5 separate regions of the Mus musculus genome follow, and all the other regions are linked to region 2. Evidence: chromatin contacts called from public promoter capture Hi-C data. All regions are on one chromosome and are shown on one strand. The core of a region is the stretch at or near the end of the contact, and the rest is flanking DNA. Distances in the headings are between cores, read along the strand shown. Region 1 holds the start of Traf3ip3 (TRAF3 interacting protein 3). Region 2 holds the start of Kcnh1 (potassium voltage-gated channel, subfamily H (eag-related), member 1). Region 3 holds the start of Camk1g (calcium/calmodulin-dependent protein kinase I gamma). Region 4 holds the start of Lamb3 (laminin, beta 3). Region 5 holds the start of Tatdn3 (TatD DNase domain containing 3).

The links. Promoter capture Hi-C pulls out the DNA fragments that hold promoters and counts their contacts.
Region 1: a promoter capture Hi-C map of embryonic stem cells shows a contact between it and region 2, with 3 times the contacts expected there. The contact joins the promoter of Traf3ip3 here to the promoter of Kcnh1 in region 2. A contact is called at or near these places in 2 of 39 promoter capture datasets (embryonic stem cells and liver).
Region 3: a promoter capture Hi-C map of pre-B cells shows a contact between it and region 2, with 5 times the contacts expected there. The contact joins the promoter of Camk1g here to the promoter of Kcnh1 in region 2. A contact is called at or near these places in 3 of 39 promoter capture datasets (embryonic stem cells, liver and pre-B cells).
Region 4: a promoter capture Hi-C map of stem cell-derived epiblast-like cells shows a contact between it and region 2, with 4 times the contacts expected there. The contact joins the promoter of Lamb3 here to the promoter of Kcnh1 in region 2. A contact is called at or near these places in 2 of 39 promoter capture datasets (frontonasal cranial neural crest and stem cell-derived epiblast-like cells).
Region 5: a promoter capture Hi-C map of pre-B cells shows a contact between it and region 2, with 2.6 times the contacts expected there. The contact joins the promoter of Tatdn3 here to the promoter of Kcnh1 in region 2. A contact is called at or near these places in 2 of 39 promoter capture datasets (pre-B cells and stem cell-derived epiblast-like cells).

The regions. Positions count from the first base shown.
Region 1 is chr1:193,199,744-193,203,692 of GRCm38.p6, forward strand. Traf3ip3 (TRAF3 interacting protein 3) reads right to left here and starts at 1,803. Exons shown (of 16, transcript NM_153137.4): 1 at 1,552-1,803; 2 at 1,150-1,255.
Region 2 is chr1:192,189,017-192,193,209 of GRCm38.p6, forward strand. It overlaps Kcnh1 (potassium voltage-gated channel, subfamily H (eag-related), member 1), which reads left to right and starts at 1,761. Exons shown (of 11, transcript NM_001038607.2): 1 at 1,761-2,070. The coding sequence starts at 1,992.
Region 3 is chr1:193,367,690-193,371,752 of GRCm38.p6, forward strand. Camk1g (calcium/calmodulin-dependent protein kinase I gamma) reads right to left here and starts at 2,593. Exons shown (of 13, transcript NM_144817.2): 1 at 2,486-2,593.
Region 4 is chr1:193,299,677-193,303,699 of GRCm38.p6, forward strand. It overlaps Lamb3 (laminin, beta 3), which reads left to right and starts at 2,318. Exons shown (of 23, transcript NM_008484.2): 1 at 2,318-2,465; 2 at 3,812-3,871. The coding sequence starts at 3,844.
Region 5 is chr1:191,061,624-191,065,507 of GRCm38.p6, forward strand. Tatdn3 (TatD DNase domain containing 3) reads right to left here and starts at 1,287. Exons shown (of 10, transcript NM_001357166.1): 1 at 1,178-1,287. The coding sequence starts at 1,234. It overlaps Nsl1 (NSL1, MIS12 kinetochore complex component), which reads left to right and starts at 1,398. Exons shown (of 6, transcript NM_198654.3): 1 at 1,398-1,649; 2 at 3,552-3,630. The coding sequence starts at 1,416.

The sequences.
Region 1 (3,949 bases), core at 553-3,052, 1.0 Mb after region 2:
TGCTTTGGGGCCAGACTGTGACTCACTTCTAGGTTGTCAATACCCACCAAACAGGTATGTGTGTGTGTGTGGGGGGGGGGGGGTTGCTAAGCCTCAGTGTTCTTATTTATAAGATGGGGCTAAAACTTCCCTTGAAGGGGCATGAACCTTAAAAGACAACACCCAACACCCACACCATATACCTACCACATGGCATATGATAAGCGACAGCCTTTTAAAAATAATAGATATAAAAATATTGTAGTTATCATGGCTGGCGCTGAATACTGAAAACTTGGTGCTGTGAATCAAATGCCCCAGGGAACGCCAGACTGTAGGACAGAGAATGATCAATTTTGCCCTCTGACTCCCCTACTCCCACTCTCAGTTCTGAACAGGGCTTGTAGCTCCATCTTGGAATAATTTTACTGTGGTTCCTGTAGTCTCTGAGTTTGGGTTACAAGGACAAAACACTTCTGTGTGGTCTGGATGTAATCATCAACTCAATTAGGTCAGACAGGAAGTCAAAGAACAGGTAGGTGAAGAAAGGAGATGCCATTATAAGTGTGAGGGCTTAGGCTCCCCACTGTGGGACTTACCAGAGGGAGCTCCCAGGTTCCCTACCTTCCAGACGGGAAGAAGAAAGGTCTGAGGGGTTGAGAACAGGTCTGTGAGGATGTCTCTTCCTGTTCTCCATCTATTGTCTGTAGGGCCACTGAAATATGGCTATTTTACTCTCTGCATCATTAGGTCTTAATGCTTAGGAAGTTGCAATAGGAATGGCTCCCTAGAGAGAGGAGTGTCTCCAAACCCATAGCCTTCTACACCTCCTGGGGTGTGGCGTGACACCTGTATGGAACCACACAGCCTTCTAGGATGGTGGGATCATCCTGGCTTGCTTTAACGCAAGTAGGCTATGGAAAGTCTGATGGACAGGGACAGGCTATAGAAAAAAAGGAACTGGTCCTGTAGTTCAGAAAAAGGTCACAAGGCCACTGCCCAGGATTTCTGTAGTTTCTGAGGTACCCCTGGCCAACATGAAAGGGCCTAGTTAGAGCTCGGAGGAAGGGCTAGTACTGGCTAGGGAAGGCTCTCCTTCCTGCACAGGAAGACAGCAGCACACTGCCCCTCAACTACAGACATGTTGACTTGCCACAGTTTTGCACCTACCTCCTGGCTGTGTATGCAGAGGAGATGATGGGTGGCTTCCTACACGAATCTGGCCTTCTTAGTTCAGAGTTCTCAGCGGGAGCTGAAGAGCCTGTTACAGGGATCCCTACATTGAAGGGATTGGGAAAAGTCATTTAATTTGTGTTATGGATGCAGAGCACACCAACACCAAGCCATGCAACTCACACCTAACCGAAGCCATCAGACGGAGCAGAGCTGGGAGCCATACCCTGTGGTTGCCTGAGGTCTCTAGCACAGGATGTTTTTTTGTCATACAAGCCCCATCGAGTACATTCTACCACCTGCTGCTACGCAGGAGGCTGGCATGGCAGAGCGTATTCTGCCCCACCCTAAGTCAGCAGATCCAAACCAAGATCCCAAAGCATCTTCCTCCACAGTTACCTCAAGTCCCAGGTTCTGTCTCAAGTGTCTCAGGAGAGCCTTCAGCCCTTTCTTTCTAGGTCTCTCTGGTCTCAGAAGGCTGGGGAAGCTGTCAAGCCGAGTTTCTGAAGAAGTTTCTAAACCCCCTCACCATTTTCTTCTTATACTGACGTTATTTTCGCACAGCAGCATGCTGAAACAGGAAACACAAGCCACAGTGTTCACAAACCTCAGTTCCTCTCCTTGCCCTTAGCAATTTGAGAGGGCCCCTGCACTCTTGGGGCCTCCAGGGCTGGTGAGGAAGTCCACCCAGGCACCCACTCTCCAACTACCTGATTGGTCTGCTCTCTGGCAGTTTCAGCCCAGTATTCACTTCCTCTGGTTGGTGCTGTAGCTCGGTAGGTAGAGTGCTTACTTGCCTAGCAAGCACAAAGCCCTAGACTCCACCCCCAGCATTAAAAGCCAGACCTGAAACCCCGGCATTCAGGAAGTAGAGGCAGGAGGACCAGGAGGTCAAGATCATCCATATTGAGTTCAAGGCTAGCCTGAGCTACATGAAACCCTGTTTAAAAAAAAATGTTTTTCTAGGACTACACAGGGATGAATTCTGGGCCATATCTATACCTTGCCACTTCTGTGGTAAGACCCAGGAGGGATGTTTCTCATACCATCTAGCTGTTTGGAGTCTCTTTTTCCCAATACTGGCATTGGGTAGAGTCTCCTGTGGTCTGAAGGATCTGTGTGTTTTGTGGAGTTCCAGATCCTTGAGGGCATCCTGGATTCATGTCTTTATGAGGCAGTGTGGAGGGGTGAAATATGGAGGGCTAGAGGGCAGAAGGCAGGTAGCCAAAAGAATCTGAAAAATCCCAGTGAATTGAACTAAGAAATTTTGGGAAAAATTAAAGAGAACTGATACATTAAAAAGAAACTTACAAATGGGAAATCCCAGAGCAACTCAGGATAGATAAACAGGAAACTGAGTTTGTACAAGTTCAAGGACTGCTCTGCAACCTTCTGAACAAGCCACTCAGTATGGAGACTATACAGTTCGAAATGTGTGAGGCAGGTGTGAGACAGGTGTGAGGCAGGTGTGAGACAGGTATGAAGCAGGTGTGAGGCAGATAATGATATATTCAAGTAGCTAGGATAAGTTTTGTTAACATGGAGAACTTATCACAGTCCTCTTCATGACTGCTATTTCCTCATTCTCTTAAGAGAAAAAGTCAAGAAGTAGGCAGGAAGGAAGCACGCAGGCCAGATTCTTATACTAGAACCCAGACCAAGGAGGCTCCTAGGGTGAGAAATACCCGAGAACACAGGGAGACAGGAGATTGTATCAGAATTGCCATAGATCCTTTTGGACTTTATTAAAAACTATATAGAAATGTATACAGAGATCAAATTCTTATCTATGGCTGGGTACTCTTTGGGTGCTATACTCATGCTACTGGGACTAATGTTAATGCAAGTTCAAAGTCACATAGCATGGGTTCATGAGTACATGGGTACATGAGTGCATGAGTGCATGGGTGCATGAATACATGAGTGCATTACCAGCCCAAGTAATTTATTCTAGAATAAAGCTCCAGGTACTTTTATTAGTCTACTAGTGGTATCTATCTATCTATCTATCTATCTATCTATCTATCTATCTATATGCTGTGGTTTGGATCCCCCAAAGTTCCACATCTCAGAGCCTAGCTCCCCACCTCAGCACTGCTGGAAGGTGCTAGAATCTTGGGAATGGGCTTATTGGGAGGCAGTTAGACTGTTGGTAGTGTGTCCTCAGAGGGGAGAGTCCATCTAGGCTCTTCTCTCCACTTTTTACTTTCTAGTCATGAGGTGAGCTTTTGCCCTATCACGAAGTTCTGCTCTGCTGTTCACCTCATCACAGGCCTGGAAACGTCTGAGGTAACTGATCATGGAATGAACCTTCCAAACTTCTCTCTTCATAACTTATTTTTTGGGGGAGTTTGTTAAGGCGAGGGAAAGCTGATTGACAAACCTTGAGTCTGTCAGGAGGTCTGGGGTAGGCAAACTGTTGTTAGTCTTTCGAAGACTTTGCTCTTTAGTCTTTCAAGGATTTTGCTGGTCACTTTTAAATCAGATGTCCACACATCTCAGAGGTGGTCCAACATCCAGTCATTGGGTGGGAGCAATAGTATTCATCCCCTACATTTACAAGGTTGTCTGCTATGCTACATGGAGCTAGTTGCAGTCCACATCTGTGGCAGATCAGGCACTCAGCCCTCTGTGGGGTCTGTGTGGGCCTTGTTGGTGGAGTGTCATTTAGACATAAAAATCTCGGTTTTCTGTATAAGAAGGGTTCACGGTAGACAAGATCTGTGTTTGTTGTATAGATTCTGTGAGGTGACTGCCTGTTATCAAGAACTATTTACTATCCATCCAACTTGCATGA
Region 2 (4,193 bases), core at 511-3,010:
CTCTCTCTCACACACACACACACACACACACACACACACACAATCATGTAAAGCTACCCCTTGAGCACTTTCCATCATGCATGGCACAGCTGTAAGATCTTGCCTTATTCAAAGGAACCTACTCAAATGAAGTGGGTAGCCATCAAAATCAAGTTCTCTTTGAGTAGTTTACCTCATTTGTAATAGAACAAAGAACCACTAGACGGAGCCAGTGTTTAAGAAATCACAGCTCTAACCTGCAGGGAGCCGTTATCCAGTGGGAGAGATGCAGCTTTACCTTCAAGTCATAGCACACACCAGTCCTGCCGAGCCATCTTCTGCTGGCAGGAGCGTTGCTTGAGTTATATCCACACAGATAGATGAAAGGTGACATTTATAATGGCCCAATTAATTTAGTCACTCTGAAAATGACATTTGATTTGGCACTTATTTTTTTTTTTTTCAGACAGATTTTGTGAGTTTGAGTGTTTTGCCTGCATGTTTGTACGTGTACTATGCACATGCTTGGTGCCTGAAGAAGTCAGACTAGGGCATCAAATGGTCTGGAACTGAAATTTCAGATGGCTTTGGCCTACTGTGAACTAAACGCAGGTCTCCTGCAAGAGTGCTCTCAGGTGCTGAGCCATCTTTGCAGACCTCCCGCACAGAACTTTAAAGTCAGGATCCCCCCCCCCCCCCCCCCGTCTATTCTCCGCAGTGCTCGACCACTCAGAGAATGCCTGGAAGGAATTGGCTCTGCTTCTGAGATTAAAAAATTGAGACAGTGTGTCTTTGCGAACCATTAAGGTGTTTCCGGAGGTGAGCCCCGGCGTCACGGGCTTCAGCGGCGGGTTTATCTTTGCATTTTATTTTGAATCTTTGTCCAGTTGGAAACTAACCAGTCAAGTAGCAATGCATCCTTCTGTGGGCATTGTCTCAGTCCCCCGCCACACGCACAGCACAACGACAGGTACACATTATGTGCAGTTGGAACACCCCCTCTTCCTTCAGTGAACAAGAGGTCCAAGTCATTTCTACCTGCTGTGAAGCCGCACCTGCTTCACCTGTGCCTTGTGGATGCTTCTCCAAGCCACAGCTATGGCTGTTTAATTAAAATCTGATGTACTTTTACTTTGGGAAGCTTTCAGAAGTAGCCCTCCTCTTTGATGCTGGACAGCCAGTTCCCGTTTTTTGTTTTTTTTTTTGTTTTTTTCACCTTACACACAAATCTTAAGAGATTGTACTGTAGCTGGAAACCCCGATGTGCCAACTCATGTTTTGTTGTTTTTCTTTTTTGGTAAAATGATTGCTCTGTAAGAGAAGACGCCAAACAGGTGAAAGCCATTTATCAACTGAGGAGGCTGCAGGCACATTGATGGTAAAGACAAACCAAAACGGCTCCTGGGAGCTGAATCTGGCAGTCACTCTGTAAGTTGTTGCCCTTAGACACTTGGTTGGTTAATTCTGGGGAAGCTGGATAGACATGCAGCTCATGCTGTTTGCAGAGCCTGAAGGTTCTGACTCCGATCTGACACCGCGTAAAGAAAGAGTCTTCTTGTGACCTTTTCGGGTGTGTGTGTGTATGTGACTTTACCAATAAAGCTGCTCACCGTGCTCTGCACACCCCAGGCACACTCTGGATAACACTTCCCGCTGCACCCAGAGGGTGCCGCTCCGGTTCCAGCCTCACCCCGTGGCTCTTGGTTACGGCTGTGTCCCCGAGGGATGCGCGCACGGTAGGGGGCGCCCTGGACCGGCTGGCTCCCTCCGCCCACGGGAGGCGGCCGCGGCGCACCGAGCCCGGGGCACTCGAGCGCACACCCGGGCGGGCCGCAGCGGGGAGGTGCGGAGCGCAGCGAGGGCGGCAGCGGGAGCCAGCCGCCGCCCCTGCGCTCCGGGGCTGCGGAGCGCATGGGGCGCGTGGAGCCAGGAACGCTTGCGGGCTGCGCACCCGGCCGCCTGCTGCGGTGAGACACGGCGCCGGACGCCCCCAGAGTCCGGCAGTCGGGAGGATGACCATGGCTGGCGGCCGGCGGGGACTAGTGGCCCCGCAGAACACGTTTCTGGAGAACATCGTGCGGCGGTCCAACGGTAAGAACTGCCTTTGGATTTCTGTCGCCCAGGTGGGTTTTGATTTTTTTTTTTTTTTTTTTTTTTTCTGAGTGCGGTGATTGCAGACGCCTCCCGCCTGGTGCCAACAGATGCGGGGGCATCCCGGAGCTCCGCTCACCAGCTTCTCTTGCCTGCGGGCCTGGGAGGTGGGCAGGGCTGGAGGGGGTCTAGTGTGCCCCATCTCTGGAGGAGAGATCTCTAGCCTACGCCTTTGGGGCCTTTTCCCGCGCCCTCCCGCTGTCCTCTCCAGGAAAGCCTGGCATTTGGTGAGAAAAGTCATGCGAAAAGTGGCTGCAGGCTGGCCACCTTCAAGCACTGCGCTCCTGATGCGCACTGGCCGCCTCCCCGCGGAGGCTCCCCGGGAGTCCTGAGGAGCAGGGAGGCCAGAGGTAGCAGCAGAGCTGGGCTACTGGTCCTGGCCCTGTTCGGGTGCAGGGACGTTGCCAACTCCACCTTCCATCCCTTAAGCAGGAAAGTCTGACCAGAAGAAACCCTTTGGCAGGGCTGTCTTATGCACCCTCGCCAACCAGCTAGAGCAAATGGCTCACGAAGGTCCGATGGTTTTTCTGGACTCAGCCGGGGAAACAGAGGGAACTAAGTGGTCCCGGGTACAAATTTGGCATCTATTGTCTCTTTTAAACCCTCCCAATCTTGTCCTCCATCACAAGCCGATTCATTACCCAAGAAACCTGTGCACAAGCACGAGGTTTTTGTAGCTGGGAGGAGAGAGTCCTACTATGACTGATGGAAGGGGAATAATTTTCGACACCTTTTTACTCAGAGATTGCAGTTTCCTATGGTTTATTAGCATGAAGCCCAGAAGGCGAAAAGTCCTCAGAGTAGCGATCCAAAGGGAGCTATCCAAACCTTTCCGACCCACAGCTTGCACATACAGTCCTGGAGATGGGGAGTTGCTGCATACACCTGTTCACCAGGCTACCCAATTCTGAGATCCCCCTAGCAGACTTCTGGGCCCCTCTCCTTCCAGAAGCAGGCGACTCTCTCCGTTGGAGAGGCTGTGGGGACCTAACTCAAGAGCTGGGTTTTGCCAGTGTAAACATGGCGTGCAGCCTTGGAACTTGGGTTGATAGTGATGAGCTTCCAGCTGAATTCAGTTAGGGATTCAATGGAAGGGCGTGAAAACTGACCCCTGCCTCTTATACAGTGTCTTTAATTAAAAAGGGACTTAAGTTTACAAGACAAAGCCCGTGGGCTACCATAGCAAATCTTACCTACTATTTAAGAGCTTTCTTAGAAATTATCTCACCTTTGTTGTGTGCCTCTTAAAGATGAGTACTACTCGGTCATTACCTTTCCCTCCAAGGTTTAAAGGAGTCTTTAAAGCAAGGTCACAGTTACTACCAGGGGCCGTGTGTGTGTGTGTGTGTGTGTGTGTGTGTGTGTGTGTGTAATGACTGCTAAACAGGCAGCCACAAGGTCATAGTCATTACTTGGGTCTGCCCCTCCCTCTTGTGTGTGTATGTGTGTGTGTGTGTGTGTGTGTGTGTGTGTAATAATTGCTAAATGGGCAGCCATGAAGAATTCCTTTGGCATACAAATCTGAAAGCGATGGTTGAAGTTAGTGTATTATTATGGCTTTTAACTGACCCGATATGGGCACTGTTTTGCAGACTTGGGGATCCCACTTGAGGGACGTATAACGTTTGCATAATAAATGCCATGAACATTATGAGAAGTCTGTCTATTGGAGAGGAGGCAGTACCCTGAAGTTAGAGGGAAACCATGGTGCACTCTGTTAGCTGGAGCACGAAGCTGCAGGCTATAGCCAGGGTGGCCTGGGCTTCTAGGGGGAGCTAAAACTCCTAAACCAACCTTCTGATCAGTTGATCTCAGCGCAGTTCCCTGGCGTGAGTATAGGTAGAACGTCGATAAAGCAGGCAGTGTGGAGTATTTTTAGCACTGGCCTTTTATCTCAGCACCTGCTCCGACAGCTTGATTCCCAACAACTAAAAAGGAACAACAATAAAGACAAGCCCAAATGATCCTGGGGAGCAGGAAGACCCCTTAAATGCTCTGTTTTAGGGTACAGAGTGCTGACTTGAAGTTTTTGTGATTGTTTTCATATTAGTCCCTGTCTATGA
Region 3 (4,063 bases), core at 1,343-3,842, 1.2 Mb after region 2:
TCCCTGTAGTTCTGAAGGACTAGAAGACAGACCACTTTCTGATAGCCCAGCCCCAAGTGCAAACTCCATAATTCACATGGTCTTCAGCTGAGAAACCAGGCATCTTTCAACAGGGAGGAAAACCAGCCTGAGTAGGTTTCTCCACATGTCACATATTGCTGTCCATTCTGAGGAGTTAATGGCCATCACTTGTGTGTCTGTGTGTGTCACACATTGATGGCTATGATACCTAGCACTCATGCATGAGGTGACTCCTCTGTGCAGGCCTGGGACTCATTCCCATTGAATTTCATCACCTTGGCTGGGGCTTTCAGAGGGGCCAACAAGGACCATATTGGAGAAATGCAGAGTACAGACAGGGGGGACCCAGGATATTGCATCAAGATGCTTGGAGTTACAAACCTTCTGTCTGGGGACATAGCTCTGACACTCAGGGACAGGCTGTGCAGTCCTGCCCCCATTGCTATTTTCTGGCTGGCAGCTGCTTTGCCCCAGCCCCCCTTGCTGCCTGCGGACCATGGCATGGCGGCGTGCCTGCAGTTGTAGCAGCAGCCACAGCCTTTCCTCAGACTCCATTGCTCCTCCTCTCATTCATGCCTCAGCTCATTCACTCCCTGGCGCTGGCAGGCTGCTGCGGCTGGGCGCCGTCACTCGCACGCACTCCGTGTGGCAGTTTATTTCTGGCTGGGTGTGCATGTGTATGGGGGAGAGGGAACAGAGAAGAGCCCTCCTTTTGGAGAAGAAGGCTTTTTGTTCCCTTCAACCAGAATTGCTCCCAGGCCTTGGGGACTATTTAGGCAAGGACTGAGCCCCTGGGCAGGGTGGTACTAGGCACTTTGCAGGCATGATCCCTGCTGTGGATCCACCTCACACCATTTTATAGCTGAGATACTGATGGATAACAATGTTCAGGGGGAGATGCCCTGAGTCAAACAGATAGTACGTGGCCGTTCTAAGGCTTCCAGTGTCCTTGTCACTGTACCACAGGACCTGTTGCCTCTTCTGGAGGTGGCCCATGGCATGGTGCTCATCTTATCCTTCCTCTTTCTGACACTGTCATGCTGCATAGCACCTGACTTATTCCTGGGAGACACATGGCTTCAATGATCTGACAAAGGCTGAGTCTCCTGCAGTGTTCAAATCCTCGTTGTTGAAGCTGGGGAGCAGTGTCTCTTACCTGAGCTGCTCCTGGATCCATCTTAAACCTTTGCCTCCTCAGCCTTCAGGTTTTTCCCAAAGTTTCCGTCATCTTTAAACAGGGCTCTTTTACACACACACACACACACACACACACACACACACATCACAGCAACATGGAAAAGACTGGTGTTCAAATGCTGCCAGGACACAAGGGATGCTGGCTTTATAGCTATATCAGTCACCTTACTTCTCTGAGCTATATACTAAATGGGTTGCAGGGGACCATCTAGCACATCACTGGATGGATTAAAAGCCCATTGCCAGCTGCAAAGCGTGGCAGTATCAGCTATTACTAAGCACTTTGTACTCTGGTTCTCATCCTTGGCACTGGCTTAGCTCAGGTCCACAGGAATGATGGTCCCAGCCCAACCGTGCTCTGTGACCTGGAAAGATTCCTTAACCGAGACAGAACCCGCTTGACCCTCTTGACCCAGCTCAGAGATTTTTCCTCTTGATCAATTTTCTGTTTCCAGAGCAGGAGGCTGGCCAGGCTCACACTGCAGCTGGCCCTGCAACCACCTCCTCTAGTCTCAGGGTTAAAGCTGTGCGTCAAACTTACGTGGAGAGAGGGGCTAGCGTGGGTGGTGAATCCGAACCTACTCTGAATACCCCACAGAGCAACACTGGGCAAGTTTAGACTCCAGGAACAGATGAGCCCCTGGGGAAGGTGAAGGGACCAGCTATGACTGAAAGCTTTAGCTTATGTCTGTGTCCTGCATCTTTATGCAGCAGCCTTGGACCTGGGGTGGGAAGCTGAACCCTGTCTCCGAGACCCTGCTGCAAGGCCTGAGGCCATCTGCCCCCCCAAAAGAGCAGCCACAGGCTATTTACCATGGCCTTTGTATCCACAAGCTATCCATCCCCACCAAAGATGCTAGTGTGGGTGGGGTAAGCCATCTCCTTTGATAGACGAGTTAGGTCCCAGAGGTAAAGGAATGAAGGGTGAGCTAGAAGAGGGGTGCTAAGGAGCTATAGGTCCTGTTACCCCCTCCCATCCCCAGCCATACCCGAGCTCACTGGGCACAATGCTCTCCTATTTCTGTCTCTGCCCGTAAGTACAGAAGGTTCTCCTGGTCCAGCCCAGGAGGAATGATCAGATATCCCCCCCAGGAAGCACCTACTAGGGCCTCATACAGCTTCTCTTTCCATTACAACTTACCCTTGAGACTACAAGAGCCAGGAGAGACTGACAGGGGCTGAAAGGAAGTGAGTCTTCAAACCCTCTCCCTCTCCGTGCCAACAAGATAACCTCCCCAGAGACCAGAGAAGAAACAGGCTGTCTTACCCAGGGGCTCACAAGAAAGGTGCTCCAGTCTGTGATCTTGGCCAGCAAGCCTGCTCCTACAGGTCTGTGAGGATTAGCTGCCCCAGTGCTTTAACAATAAACCCAATTAAAGGGGAGGAATACAGGGGTTTTCTTTCCCAGGACTGTAACCAGGCAGCCTTAAAGGGGAGTAAAAGTAGCTAGAGTGGTTTGTATCTCTCCTTGCTTTTCTGGGCTCTGCTCTTCCTCCCTCCCTCCTAGGGAATTAAAAAAAAAAAAAAAAGCCAAGCTCAGAAAGAACCCTTTAATGCCCGAGTAGCTGTTTACACACTGTGTGTTTGAGGGCACAGCTGTGTTAAATGTTGTCTGCATTGATGTGTGAATAACAGAAAACAACGTGAGATTAAGTTGTGGATTTCCCCCTGAAGTGTAAACAGAAAAAAAGCAGAGAAGCTGTCTGGGACTGCCTGACTCAGTTTCCACTTTACACAGCAGTTGCTGGGTTAGGTGGTCTAAAAGCCCCTTCCCCCAGCCCTGGAACGGATCTGTATCTGCTGAGAAGTGGTCATCCTCGCTGAGCAGTGAGCCTATTATTTTGTCTCCGAAGGAGGAGGGAGAGAAGCCCCTGGTTTGGCAGGTTCTAGCCTAATCTCTGATGCCTCTCCTCTCCTCTCCTCTGGGCCCCCAACCCCATTCTGTCCCCAGTCATAACTCGGGAGACTGCAGGAGACCACTAGACCTCTAGAAATGCCCTGTTCCCTCTGGAACTTCATCTTCATCTCTCTGCCTTGCCCCTTGGCTAGTCTTCTTTTCCCTCTTCAGGTTCCTCGGGCCTCTGACTTCTGGATCTTGTTTTCTCCTTCTCTAGTCTCTCAGTGCTGCCCACCCACGCTCCCATAACCACCTTCATGAGGAACGCTCACCTGAATGTGGCCATATTCTAGCTACCTCCAACCTCACTTTTCTCCTGGAATTTTCCTCCTGAAGGTCAGTATCTATCAACTTCCCAGGAACTCTTCTTGTTTGTGCTGTCCCCAGATCCTGTTAGCCCTTAGACACGTTCGTATGTTCTTCCTAGTTAGCCTTCTATTTTGTGTCACCCCGAAGTGTTGGAAAAATAGCATTTTCATGGCTCCATGACAGGAGCTGTATTAAAAAGCATTATCCCTCTACCCTTGAGCCTGGCCTTGCTGTCTAGGGGTGATCACTTTTGTTACTTCTTACGCATGCCTCTGGCAAACTCATGGATGCCAACAAATAGAATATGTATGCATCTCCTTGTTATGCCTTCTGAAGTCTCTTGTTCTAGTCTACTTCCTGTCTCTGTGATAGACACCTTGACTAAAAGCATCATGGGACAGGAAGGGCTTATTTGAATTACACAGTTCTGATTACAGTCCATCACTGAGGAAAGTAAAGGCAGAACTTCAAGAGGAGCTGAAGTGAGACCTGGAGGGGTGCTGCTTACTGGCTTGCTCCCCTTGGCTTGCTCAGCTTGCCTTCTTATACATCCCAGGACCACTTGGCTGTCAACCCAGAGGTGGCTCCACCTTCAATGGGCTGGACTTGCCCAGTGCCTATCATCAATCAGACAATGTC
Region 4 (4,023 bases), core at 1,068-3,567, 1.1 Mb after region 2:
CCTTGAGAGGTAGGGAGTTGAGCAGTAGTCAGCACAGATCTTGGAGACCTCCTGCATTTGGTAGTGTTGGGCAGAGTGGCTCAGCCAGGATGGCAGCTGGGGGTGGAGGTGGAGGTCTGGTTACTTTTGGACACAGAACCAGCAGAATTTGCTAATAGGTATTTGCTGGTATGGATGTAAAACCAAACCAGTCAGTCCAGGATAGCTTCACTTTCCTGAGCAAAAGTTCTAACAGCTTGGTGGTCCAGGGCAGCTTCATGGAGCTGCGGGCTCTGCTTTACACTGTTAATCTCTGGACATATTGGGCTCTGATGTTCTAAAGCCTGTGGCAAGTGACCTGAATTCTGGGGGGGGGGGCTGGCAGGGGGACACTTTGGAATGGTTGGTGTCCTGGAAGAGTGGGCTACACTTGAGAGCTGCTGAAACAGCTTCTAGAACATTTCTGTGTGGGAGGCCTTTGCAGAGCAGCTGATGTTTGTCTCCTATGAAGCCAAACCTGGGACCTGCCCCAGCTTGCAAAGGCTGAGACACCAAATGCTTATTTACCTGGGCTTCTGGGCTCAGAAAGGTGTGTGGAGGGGAAAAGGGGGGAAAAGGGGAGTTTATAGGGACCAGCCATTCACAGTGCAGCCTATCCCTCTTCCCTGCCCCTCCTCCGAGATCAGGGCTTCCACACCTAAGCTTTTCTGCAGGCTGAACTAATTATTATTGAGCTCTTTGTCACATCCGCTGGTTAAGGGGAGATTTCCTGGAGTCTAGACTTGGGCAGTGGAAATGAAATAGACCAAGTGATGGAGGTGGGTTCTCAAAACCCAAGCTATCAAAGGTGACCCTTCCCTGCCAGAACTGATAGGGGTCTCACTGTGCCCCTCAAGGACTGATGATGGAAGCTGTGTGTCCTCACTTTGCAGAATTAAACCAGACTTAATCAGAATGCTGTCCCTATCCCCTTGCTGGAGCATTGGCTATGCCTCTAAACAGCCCCTTGTCTGTTTGCTAACTTCAGGATTTCTCCATCTGAGCTTCATCTACATGTGAAGCTCAGGGTAAGACATATCCAGTTCAGTCCACAGAACATTCTACTTTTCCCTTTAAGGGATCTCAGGTGTATCCCTCTAATTTAAAGGAAACATTGGCACACTGGAATAGGGACATTGCAGAGTCTTGCTTATGGCTGGGGATGGATCTCAGCGGTAGAGTGCCTGATCCAGCACAAATGAAGTCCTCGGTTCTGTGCTCAGCATAATGTACACTGTGCATGGTGTGCATACCTGTAATCCTTGCACTTGGGAGGTGGAGGCAGGAGAATCAGAAAATCACGGTCCTTGTTGACTTTTTTAGTGACTTTAATGCCAGCCTAGGGTATGTGGAACCCTGACTCAGAAAAAGAGAGTCTCCTTCAAATTGTGACTTTGAGGAAAGTGTGTTAAAAAAAAAAATCAGTGTCTTCAGGACCAGGACAGGATCCATGACTTTCCAGGTTTGCTGAGATGCTCTCTGACCCAACCTGAAGGGGAAGTATTCTTTCCTCCTGGTCCTGCTTCTGCACTTAGTGGCTGGAGCCCATGAGACCCCACAAAGGGACTATGTTCCTGGGCCTGGCTGGTGCCAGGGGAAGCCTGCCTTGGCTTTAGTAGCCTAGCTGTGCCTCAGCCTTCTCCCACCCCTGGTCAGGTCTATTTCCTGGCCCTGCAGGCTGGCATTCCTGCCCAGGAGGGTGGGGCTCAGGAGCAGCTGGGACAGTGACTCACAGGCAGTTACCTGTCCTGGGGCTCCTTGCCAGCAGTGCCAAGGGAGCGTGAGGCTCAGAATGCAGGCTGCTCTGTTCAACTTCTGTGGGAAAACTGGGCTTTGTCCACTTCCTGAGCTTTTAAGGGCATTCTTCCCCCGCCCCCCAAACTTCCCTGGAACTTGGGATTTTCCACATTTTTTCTTTGGGATGATTATGGTGCTTTCCAGGGTTCTGAATATTTGGGTCTACTGTCCAGCCCAGTGACATGCCCAAACCCTAACACGATCCACTATATGCTGTGTGTCACCTGCCCGGTTGGTCTTCTATCCAGGGTAGTCTGGGACTTAAGAGGAAGCTGACACCTACTAGACTTGGGAAGGTGCCAAATTTCCCTGCCCCAAGGACAACACCCCCCCCCCCCATTTCTGAAGCCCCTGTTGCTGTCTGTTTCCAGCACCTTCCAGCCCTCTAGACACCTAAGGGCAGGAAGCCTCCAAGACCAACCCACTTGCCTAGTCCTGTCCTGAGGGTGGGGGTGCAGTGACATCAGATGGGCGTGGCAGCTGCCAGATTCCTGAGGCCGCCAGCAGTGGGGCTACACCCAGCCAGGGAGTCTCCAGAGGTGAGGCTGTTGTTTAAAACTGTGGAGCCAAGAGAGGGGACCCCACATTCCCAGGGAGCTCTCCGAGAGGGATCTGGAGAAAGGCAGGGGAGCATAGGAGCTCAGGGTGAGGTAGGTTTTCCGCCTTACCTGTCCTGTGGGGGTGGATGGAGCAGGTCTGGGGCCAAGGCCGATTGCAGGGCCCATGCAGCACTCCTCTGGGAGCTCACCTGAGAACACCTGGGTAAACGTCTGCGGCTGTTTGAACTGCTTTTCATGGCTGATAAGCTGCTGGCGACTTAGAAGAAAGCAGCTAAAATCTGGGCTTAGTACGAAGGCAAGGTGGGAGGAATGGTCATGGCCGGGCTCTGCTCAGCCTCATTCTTGGTGGGTTTTCAGCTGGGGCATGAGTGCAGAGAGTACTGCGAAATGTCAGGGATGCTTTCTGTCTTTGACCCTCAGTGGCCCTGAGACCTCAGGCCACAGTCCCAGCTTGGGTTCCCGACTGCTCTGTAGGAAGGACATCCATCGAAGCATTGGGATGTAATGGCAGAAAGGCTGCTGGTTCCCCTCTGCCTGACCACCATCCATCTTTCTTCCCCAGCTGCTTGGATGTCATTAGGCTGACCAGTGGAGGAAGGGTGGTGCATGCCTCTGAAGTGGGCCTGCCTCCTGCACTGTTTCCAGCTGCCTTCTGTGCTTTTGTTCAGAACGGGAGATGCTTTGAGATGCTCTTACTTTTCTTAAAACTGTCGGGTCCACCTCTCCCCACAGCACCCCACCTCTCCCCACAGCACCCCACCTCTCCCCACGGCACCCCACCTTTCCCCACAGCACCCCACCTCTCCCCACGGCACCCCACCTTTCCCCACAGCACCCTACCTCTCCCCACAGCACCTCCCCCCTCCCCACAGCACCCATGTTTTCCCACAGTGCCACCTCACCTCTCCCCAAGGCACCCCAGGTGGCTTTTAAAGATCTCTCTTCTTCCCATAGCATTCCTGCAGCCTGGTTTTCCTAGAATTGTGGCTACCACAGCTTCACCTGCACTGTAGCCTTGTAATCCTGGAGACCCTGTCAACTCAGGAAATGACCTGCCTCTAGACTTTCAGCACCTTTGGCTTGGGTGCTTTTGGCTTGTACCTAAGCCTGGTTTGAAGCCCTGAGAAGCCTGTCCCCCCCCCCCCCCTCTGCAGAAACAAAGCCTTAGACCTCCCTTTAGTTATCTGCTGCAATGGGATGTCCTCCCTCCTCCTGCACAGTCCCCATGTTTCCACACAGTTCAGAAGAGGAAGCTGATCCTGGGATTTCCCCAGGGCTCCCTCGCAGGTTCTTGCCATTGGCTACAAATGTGCCCACTGCTCCAAAGTGTCTTTGTGAAGATCCAGGATGAGGACCTGGTGAGGACAGTGGTCTAGCACAATGAAGAAAGGGTGGGGAGGGAGCTTGACCATCCAGGATGCTTTGCTTTGTTCTAGGCGACCCCTCTGAGGACCTGCACTGGCTCAGGATGACAGCATTTTTCCTCCTGTGGCTTGGTAAGCATCCTTTCCTTCCTCCCATCTCTCTGTAGTTCAGGAGGAAGAGGCTCCTCTGACTCTCTCAGAAGGCTCCCTGGGTCTTCTTGTCCTCACCCAAGGGTGATGTGTGGTTTCCTGAGTCCCCATCTCTCACTCTCAAGCTTTCCCCA
Region 5 (3,884 bases), core at 37-2,536, 1.1 Mb before region 2:
GGATTCTGCCTTTTTCCTTTGTTTGTTTAACATCCTCGACCACACTATGTAAGATCTCTATCACTAAGCTATATCCTCCCCTTCTCGTGGTTTTTGATACCATGCTGAATCTCCAACTTACAGAGTTTTTACTCTCTCCAAGACCCACGACTCACATTTGAAATGATTATGTATTCTAATCTTTCCACTTGGATGAGATCAGACTTAACCAATATCCCCCCACTAGGATTTCCAGCTGCCCACCTGCCCACTCTGATCCCAAACCTTTTCTCGTCTCAGCAAAGGCCATCACCATCTTCCTTACAGGAAGCACAAACTGAAATCTAAGTCATGCTCGATTTCTTCCTCCCCTTGCTGTTCTTATCCAAGGCATGCATGTACTGTTGGTGTTATTCCTAAAATTTGTTGAGTACATGGTATTCTCATGATATTCTCACTGTACTGGCTTCTACCAGCTCTTGTCTGTAAACTGAGACGTTTCCTAAATGCTCTCACTTTCTCTCCTCCACCTTTTTGCCACTCAGCAGCAAATTTGTCTTCAGAATATTCGCTCTCTATATATATTTAAAATGGGTTTGTTTTTAAACTTTTAAGGGTTAAGACTGTGCATCTAATGCAATCCAAATGTCTTACTGACCTTGACCTACCCTTCCCAGCTCCTGGAAATTTCTCCTTTATTAAGTGTTTCCAGCTGCTGGTTAACTAAAACAGATCAAATTCTATAATGTATGGGAGGTCTACAACCTGCCGGTGTTCATCACTACCATACACTCACACCCTAAGCGTCACCTCCTAAGAAAAAGGCACCTACTTCTCCTTCCTCTTCACTTTCCCCAATGTAGCCGGTAAAACCTATTTCCATCCCTACACATTCACTCCATCAAGTGTTATTATTTTTGTTTGTCCCTCTGCCGGGCCAGAACTAGAACCTCTGCTAAGGGCTTGGATGGATCAGCACACCTCAAGAGTGGTAGGAGAAAGGGGTGTTGAGACGACAAACTAAAGCTTCATAGAAATAGTTAACCGCCGTGTAAGATGAGGAATGTCAGTTCCAGGACGCTGGTTCGAAAGGGTCGCCATAGACTAGGTACGGTCTGAGGATTTGGGGGAGAAAAACTTGCGGGAAAGGAGACACGGCCCTCCCGACTCCCGCAAGCCCCAAGTCCCCCTCACATACGTTGTCAAAGTCCGAGGCGGAGAGATGGCAGTGACAGTCCACTAACCCCAAACCCATAGCTACTCCTGCAGGCTTCTCGACTGCAAGCCAGGCGGCGGAACTCTGGGGCCGCGGAACCCGAGGCGGAACCTTGCGGCGGCGGCGGATCGGGTTTCCAGTCGGACGCGTGCAGGAGCGTTCCAGGGAGGGAAGCATCCTTCCGGTCTCAGCGATTCCCGCCTTAGTTTAAACCGGGAAGATGGCGGCTGTCTCTGAAACAGTGCTCGTCTCCGCCCCGCAGGACCACGATGCCCAGGCCGCCTCAGACCCTCAGGCCACGGCAGCAGACTCTCCCCTAGAGGACTTCCGAGTGCGCTGCACCTTGAAGAGGGCGGTGATGGAAGTGATGGAGATGTGCGGTCGCTTCGTGCAGGAGCTCGGGGCCGTGCTGCCGGAGGACGTCCGCGAGCTCGCGCTGCGGGACGCACAGTGGGTACGGACCCCTCTTTCCCGGTCCTCACCCAGCGCATCCTGGCTCTGGCTCGGGGCCCATGTCAGGCCTTCGCAGATGGAACGATGCCCAAGACTGGCTTGGGAAATGCCAGGGAAGGCAACTAGATGCTAGTGCCGCCTGGGTGCTGCTTCCTGTCAGGAACATACAGGGCGAACACGTATGTAATCTTAAGAAGCAGGCGGTATTAAGTGTACCCATATTCTTGAACATGTACAGCGCTATACGTATAAACAAGGCATCACATTTTGCTTTCATAGCAAGCTTTCAAATCTTGTGTTTTACAAAACATTTCTTTTGGTAGTTAAGTGCGCAGTAAAGACAAAGTCGCTCTCCTGTGGGCCAGCGCAACTTTGCTGGTTGGTATGAGGAATTCTCCAGGAAATGATAATCCTTGAAGTCAGTCATCTGGCTAGGTTTTTGGTCATTGTTATTGTTTTTGTTTGTTTTTATAACATCGTGTGGATTCGGGGAGAAAACATTTTCTTTTTAAGTTGAAAATAGATGAAGAAGCTGTCTTGGTGTTAAATTTTACCAAGTTCTAGTTGAGCTGGTCATGACAGTGTATGCCAAGTACTCGGAAGGCAGGGGCATGCAAATCTCTGTGAGTTCGAGACTAGTCTGGTCCACGCCGTGAGTTCCAGACAAGCCAGGGCTACGTAGAACCTGTGCATCCTGTTGCTCCCCCGGCACCCATAAACCCTTAGAACACACTTATTTCTCCTATATTTTGTGTACCCCTGAATATGATGGTTTCTGGGAAAAGACACTAGAGATCGAAGGACTGCTAACTCAAGCAGATAAACAGCCTATATGTAGGGGAAAGTTTCAAGCTTGTAACAGCACATTCATGACCAATGACAAGAGTGCAGAGTAAATATAGAGGTTGTCAGCATCAAAAACTAAAACAACAGTGGTTAAGGGAAAGAATAATGAAGAAACCTTCCTTGGATTGTAGTTTTATACCCCAGTTTTGGGAATAGTAGCTCCTGTGTTATTCTCTCCTTAGAAGTAAGGCAAGGAGAGAAACGGCACTTAATGTTTTTAATAGTTATCTTGGGAGATGACTGTAACTAAGAGGGTTTATCTGATTATAGAAAAATGCTAAGATAATGAGAACATTTACATGTAGGAATAGACAAATGTGACTTCACCTCTAATAGCTTGTTGAATGAGATCTTAAAGAGAATCAGAAGTAGAGAAGGTTTGTTGATAAACATCTAGGAAAGACTGAGAAACACAGTGACATTCTTAAATGATAGATGAAACAGCAATGAGTATTTCAAAGACAATTTGTTTTCTAAATGTCCTCAAGAGTTTAATATAGTAAGAATCTTATCCTATAAAATAGGTTTTTTTTTCCCTTTAGTGCTAAGAATTGAAAGCAGAGCCTTCCTTGCTCTTGCTAGCAAAGTGTTGTCCACTGAGCTATATCACAGCCCTTTTTATAAGATACTAGTATAGAATACATACTCTAGCTCATAATTATCAGTCATTATTTATGCTTACTTCTTAATTATAGAAGTGGTACAGAAGGCGTGCCCATTGACAACAGTTTCAAACAATCTCGTATTTTAAGTCCTCCTTGACTTCCCCATCCATCCTGAACCCTTCCTGGGGACAACTTACTGTTGCATAGCCCTGCACTTCTCTAGAGGCTGCCACTCTCTGTTGTTTGTCACTTATCTGGCCGTAGTGACGGTGTTATAGATAGAGCCAGTGCAGTCTCTACCATGCGCCATGGGTATTTAGCCCCTCTCCTAAGAGTTAATTTTCCCACTGTTTCCATTCCAGTTCACCAAGAGTCCATTATTTTTTACTAACGCGTTTGAGTTCTGTGTCAGAGTCACTTTTACTGACTTGGCTGTGCTGGATTTATTGTAGACATTTGAGTCGGCTGTGCAGGAGAACGTCAGCTTTAACGGACAGGCCTGGGAGGAAGCTAAAGAGCATGGCTTAATGGGTATGTGATTTAAGTCTTTCTTCTGTGGTTAATCTCTGAGGCTTTTATTTTGAATGCTAATTTCCAAACCTGTTCTCAGTCTCTCTGTGGTGTTTGAGTAAGAATGGCCTCCCTGCCCATCTCAGTGACTTCACAGACAACAGGGAGTGGCACTATTTGAGGAGGTGTGGCCTTGTTGGAGGAAGTGTGTCTGTCACTGGAGTGGGCCTTGAGGTGTCCCATGCCGTCTCAGTCTGTCTCTCTGTCTCTGTCTA